Regions from separate parts of the Mus musculus genome. Here region 1 is linked to region 2. A link is a contact called in public Micro-C data. All regions are on one chromosome and are shown on one strand. Each heading gives the region's core, a stretch centred on a gene start, on an enhancer-like site or on the middle of the called end of the contact. The rest is flanking DNA. Distances are from core to core; before and after follow the strand shown.

The links. Hi-C and Micro-C count contacts between places; a contact is called where the count stands out from the background.
Region 1: a contact with region 2 is called in a Micro-C map of embryonic stem cells, with 2.1 times the contacts expected there. The contact joins the enhancer-like site here to the promoter of Tpd52 in region 2. A contact is called at or near these places in 2 of 484 Hi-C or Micro-C datasets (embryonic stem cells and nephron progenitors), 3 of 115 datasets of contacts at active chromatin or transcription factors (all in embryonic stem cells) and 2 of 9 other capture datasets (adipose tissue and embryonic stem cells).

Annotation. Positions count from the first base shown.
Region 1 is chr3:9,099,807-9,102,747 of GRCm38.p6, reverse strand. No RefSeq gene overlaps it. Among named protein-coding and RNA genes, the nearest start is that of 4930539M17Rik, 39 kb to the right of the region's middle. Within about 2 kb of position 1,372, at least 24 of the 459 cell types and tissues checked have an H3K27ac peak or open chromatin away from gene starts, as enhancers often do. A contact at or near this core is called in embryonic stem cells, where this site is marked.
Region 2 is chr3:8,962,419-8,965,655 of GRCm38.p6, reverse strand. Tpd52 (tumor protein D52) reads left to right here and starts at 1,510. Exons shown (of 6, transcript NM_001025262.2): 1 at 1,510-1,809. The coding sequence starts at 1,674.

The sequences.
Region 1 (2,941 bases), core at 123-2,622, 140 kb before region 2:
GGCACACGGAGAACAAACCTCAGAGAGATAAAAATAGGCAGATGTTCTCAGCCCCTTGCCTTCGCCCCAGGACATACCTTGTTCATTCCTTGCAGTGGACCTGACCATACCCACCTCTACTTGGTCTGTAGGCAGAGCTTTATATCCCAGCCCATGAGTGTCAGTGGGATGGAAGGGAATACAAGTGACTCCTACTTACCAATACCGGGAGGGCTGTAGCTGAGTAGAAGACAGATTACTTAGCAGGCCTGAGACTCTAGGACCTATCCCAGGCACACAGAGGAAAGGGCCTGATGGTGCAGACCTGTAACCCCAGCTGTCCTGAGGCTGACAGACGCCTGTGTGGACAATTGAGCAGATCGGAATAGAATGGTTAAGGCTCTAGGTCAGTGATGGAGGGCTTGTCTAACATATGCAAGCTCAGGGTCCAGTCTGCAGTAAGAGAAGGATCAAAGCCAAAGCTTGTGACATCTGTGCTGCCGATCTAATGCACACTAGGAATAAGGCACGAGTTCTAGAGCCTCCTTGTATCGATCACCTGAGCTCACACCCACAAGTGTGTAAATTACGAGCTCTGCCTCCCGCCATTTTCCACACTGGGGTTTAGCAAGTTGTGGCTTCTTGTCCTGTGCCACTAAAATAGTGGAGAGATGTTCCAGTGGAAGCCAGTTTGAGCCCCACATACAAGGTGTTCTTTTATATATTATTTACGGTGCAGGGGATGGAACCTCTGGCTTCTCGTGCTAGGCAAGAGTTTTTCCCCACCTCCATATGCAGGATTTAAAAGAGACAGACATAGGGAAGAGGACTTTTAAAAAGGAAGGTCACACTTATTTTTTTTTAAAGTAGTCTGTTTCTGAAGAATTTTGAATGTTGGCAATAGAGCAAGTCACATGAGCTATGTCAGTTGCCTCCCACCCCACCCCTACCCCCAGGAAGAAACCCCTTCTCCACACCTCATTCCCCCAAGATTGGATTTAGATAAATTTACCAGCTAAACCACCCTGAAGATTGCAGAACAATTGGCCTACAGGTGTGGCTAGGAAAAGCCTGGAATTCTCAGGGGTCACCTGAGTGTGGATTTTACATAGCCTCCCTCTGTTCTCCCTGGGGACAGGTCTCTCCCTCTCCCCACCTGCATTATCTATGGAAAGGTTCCTTAGAGCCTGTTTGCAGATTCCCCAACACTCCCCCCTCCACCCAGTCCCCACCCCTCCCACCCCCACCCATTGCACCCTGGCGAGTCCCCGCTGGGCTGGTTCCCAGAACCTCTGAGCTCAAAGGCAAGAGCAGGGTGGGGTGACTTCCCTCCCTGCAGGGAATTCCAGCAGGCCCTCCCCTGGGCTTCTGCTCAGCCCCATTCCCTTGCAATAAGGAAGTTTAAACAATTCTGACTTTGCACCCTACCCTGACAGAGCTCCACTCTGTCCCACAGGCACCAAGGTACACCCTGCATATTTTCACATCTGACTTTAAAGACACCCCAAATAAAACTGACGCTAACATCCATGATCAAAAAGTCCAGTGTTTTCTAAAGAGAAGCATTAAAGAATGACTGTATTAGTATTAACTAAAAAAGTGTAACACGTTATGTCTGATCAGTGATTCATTATATATAACATTAATTGCTTGGTTATATTTGGGCCTGATGAACATTTTTATTGATTGCCTAGCATCTACGACCTATGACATGCTTGCGCGGTACACTTTTAGTCAAATCAGACCAGGCTTTGTTCTCAAAGAGCAGGAAGCCCTTCAGAAAGAGAGCCACGTGCAAATATAAGAGTCTTGGGGAACGAGCTGGAGCAGTAAAGTAATTCAGTGTGGAATGCTTGCCCAACACAGTAAAACCCTAGGTCCAGCTCCACCAGCAAGACAAACCGCCATTATCCTCCTCCTCTTCTTCATCTTCACAGAGAGTTCAACACGCAACAGTTGCAGGGGAGAGCGAGGAGAGCTGTGTCTGAGGGGCTTCTAATGCCCCCAACCATGAGGGCCTGGTTCTCTTTCTTTGCTCCATGGCTCAAGACAAAGCCGTCTCTTGAGACCTTTCTTCTTTCCTGCATTTATTCACTCACTGGTTCATTAAGCAGTGTTCTTTTCCAGGTATGGTGGTATACACCTGTAATCCCAGCATTTGGGAGGCAGAGGAACTCAAATTATCTAGGGTTCAAGACCAGCATAGGCTCCATCACAAGATCTTATCTCAAAAGACGAACAAACAAAAATGTTCTTGTTTGACCTTGGCCATGGCATAGGCCTTGGGAAATGGCAAAGTCTCAACCTCTTGAGGTTTGTCCCTGATCAGGGGAGGCAAGTCAGGAAAAAAAAAGCCTTATAACCATGTTACTAAAATAACTTCACGTGAAGGCTAGAGATGGCCTCACCAGCTGACACCGTGATTTTGATCTCTAGAACCCATATAAAAGCTGGGTGCAGTAGCCTGCACCTCTAATTCCAGGACTCCTATGGGCAAGATGGGACTCAAGACAGGAGAATCGTCTGGAATGCCTAAAAAACATAGTACAGCAAGAGAGACTGCCTTGAAACAGGGCAAGAACTGACCCCTGAAAGTAATTTTCTGACCTCTATACACAGGCAGTAGTGTGAGTGCACACACACAGGACCCCACACACGCACAGGATAGCATGGGTGGGCACGAGCACATGCACGCACATGCGCACACACACACACAAATAAAAGAGTGAAAAATAATTTCGGGTGATAACTGCTGGGAAGACCATGGGCAGCGGCATTAGCCAGGGTGTTTGGAAATCAGAAGTTCAGGACTGAGGACTTCCCCAGCAAAGGAAGACCTTTCTCTTTGAAACAGTCTCACTTGTGTAGCCCTGGCTGGCCTGGAACTCACCATGTAGACCAGGCTGGCCTCAAACTCACAGAGAGCCACTTGCCTTTCCCACCCCCTTCTATCCCTCCGCCT
Region 2 (3,237 bases), core at 261-2,760:
CTCTTTGTGACAATTCATGGTTTCAATTAAACAGCAAGCATTCGTAACTGCCAAAATCTTGTTGTCTTTAAGGAGGAAACTATAAATATTTTTGTTAAAAATAAATTCTCAAAAAGTTTAAATTAGACAAAGGCATTCCCTAGAGTACACACGACTACCTAAAAAGAACAGAAACGAGAATCAGTCATAAATTGAGATGAATATGGATCATCTTAGAGATTTTGAAGACTAGTCATACACTGGAATTTCTGCTCATCATTAAAATGGTTTGCTTTTGGGGGCTGGAGAGATGGCCCTGGGTTAAGATTGTTTACTGCTCTTACAGAGGACCCAGGTTCAGTTCCCTGACTTCATATAGTGCGTCATAACTGCGTGTTGGTCCTAGGGGATTCTGTCAACCTGTTCTGACTCCTACTGACATGAACTCGAGCCCACACAAACAACACAATAGAAAGCTCAGGCCTTACATTTCAGAGACTATAAATAGATTCCAGAGATTATGTATTGTTTTTGTGTTTTTGAGATGGGGTCTCTCATTGAAGTCCCAGCTAGCTTCATGGCAATCCCCCTGTCTCAGGTTTCTGAGTAATGTGATTATGGCATGAGCCACCATGCCTGGCTTGACCTATTTCCTCCTTTTAACTTAGTTCCACCAAGGGCCTGCAAGCGCTGTTGGGTCACAGCAATAGCCATGGAGAGAGCATGAGCAGGGTCTCTGGAGGCCTGGGATGGAGGAAGTGGACTTGGTGATTGTAAAGTTTTACCAGCCAGCTCCCTTTCTGCCTGGAGGGTGTGCCAAAGAAACAAGTTCTTTGTAGAGCCCTGAGGGCATGCCTGACTTTGCTTAAACAAAGGAGCTGAAACACCCCCTGCCCCCAGCTGTGGGAGTTTCAGCCCCCCCACCCCCCACCCCGGAAGCGGTGGGAGCTGCCTGCACCTTCCAGCTACTTCCTATGAAAACCTCATTCTTCCAAAGAGTCAGTTTAAAATTGTTTGACAGTTATTCAGATTCTGCTTTAGAAAAAAAAAAAAGGATGATGGGTCTAGCTTTATTTTTGTATTAGGTTCTGCTTAAAAGGCTGCTTGCTAAACACGGGATGCCAAGCTCTCAGAATCCTGTATAATATAGGGTGCAAGAAAAGTATCACCCAGATGGCATTTTCGGGGAGATTACTGACAGATAATCCTCTCTTGTCCTAGAAGATTAAGTCTGCCCCGCCGACGATGTGGTCAGATGACCGGTCTAAAAAAGTTGTATTTTAAACAATATTCCTGCTAGTGTCTAGTGTTTGTACAACTGAATGGGGCTCCAGAGTGGGGGGCCTCCTTTGTGTACAGAGGGAAGGCCACTCCCTCTGCCCCGGTTATTCTTTGTTCAGTGAATTAGCGACAGGTGGTGACTAGGGCCCTCCTAAGGGAGGAGTCACTACAGACCTGCTCGTGGGAGCCGGAGCCACGCCGGGGCCGGAGCTGGGCGGGGCTTTAAGCCCGGTTCCTCTGGGCCGGAGCTGGGCGGGGCTTTAAGCCCGGTTCCTCTGGGCCGGAGCTGGGCGGGGCTTTAAGCCCGGTTCCTCTTCTCACCTGGGCTGCACAGGTCAGCCGGATCTCCCTCAGCCCGGGGCTCCCAGGCTGCCGCAGCGCCATGCTCGCCTTGCTCGCTGCCTTCAGCTAGCATGGAGTGCAGAGATATGGAGTTGGCTGATGATTACCAATCCCCCTTTGATTTTGATTCTGGAGTGAACAAGAACTACCTCTACCTCTCTCCAAGCGGGAACACCTCGCCGCCTGGTTCACCTACACAGAACGTTGGTAACTATTTGTGTAGTGAGTTCCCTCTGCTGTGTTCTTCAACATGGGAAGTTATTTTTGGTTGTTAACTGTTTAGAGTGGGACAATGAATTTTAAAGTTGGCACCGTCTGTTTCTATGCTCCTTAGAGGTCTGTGGATGTGCGGTGATGGTGAATGACACGGAGGGTCTTGGGGTCAAATAGTGGGTACAGTTTTAAAATCTGCCTAGGCAGTGTCTTAGTAAAGGATGCTTAGGCATTCAAAACCGTTCACCACACTCAAGGGCCTGGTGAGTGTGCTACAATAACACCACAAGTATCAAGGTGAAGATAGGCTTGGGTTTTCCCTTGGGAGACCAAAAGCCATGTAGACAAATAGCTATGTACACCTCACAGTTTCCAAAAGGGAAAATGAAAAACCACCACACCTTTGGAAGCAGCTGTTTCTTCCCATGTGGGACACGGATTTGTTCACAAGGCGGAAACCAGGCTGTGACAGTCTGAATTGATCCCCACATAGGGTCCAGCAGAAGTGGGGACAGCCTCCTTCCCAGCTTGCAGGAAGGATCCTATTGCTTGCCAAGAAGAGGAGATGGCTTAATGAACTCCTCTGTCAGAGTCAAGGAAGCAACTTGGCTTTCCCAGAAGAAGTTAATTATTTCCTTACTGTGGAGAATTGGTTACGTTTTGTTCTTTTTAAACAGTAGAGCTTGGGAAACCTAGAAGACAGTGAAGGACAGACTGTGGCACCTCTGATCCAAGCTGCTGGGGGTTTGGACGTTTGCAGGGCACAGGTGTGTGCTAACACAGCATGCTTCAGTGCTTGGTTATAGCAGCCACCTTTGAGGTATAGTCTGGATTTTCAGAAACCCACATATGTTGATAGTTTCAGGCTAACACTGCCCTCTAGAAGTTGGAAGCTGTTAGTAATGTCTGTGGGAGACAGGGCATGGGAAAAGCATTTTTCTTCTCATTTTCACACTTCCCTTGCCTGTGACCCATGTGGGATCTCTGGGCTTCCCCGTTACCCAGCACTTAAGAGGGGGGATGACCTAGTTCTAACTTGTGGGCTTGTGAATCAGAGCAGGGCTCACAGTGGGGACGGTGGGGCTGTCATTAAGGCTTGAGAGTGGGCGGAGTGGCAGGGTCCCCAGCAGGGACTGGGGAAGATGCCCTGCATCCTTTAGTTCTTGCCGGCTGCGTTATTAGTGTGGCCACTTCTCAGTGCTCTCTGTTAGAACAGCAGCCAGCATGGCTGAGCGTGCTTTTGGGTGGTGGGGTTAATGAAGTCTGTAATTGAAAAGAGGGACCTGGAACCTGCTACTTAAAAGTTAATCTGGATTTTGGCCAATGTGTACCTCTTCCCTCCCTTTCATCGTCCTCTCTCCTCCCTCCCTCCCTCTCCCTTCCCCCCTCCTCCTCTCTCTCTCCCTCAATCTCTCTCTCTCC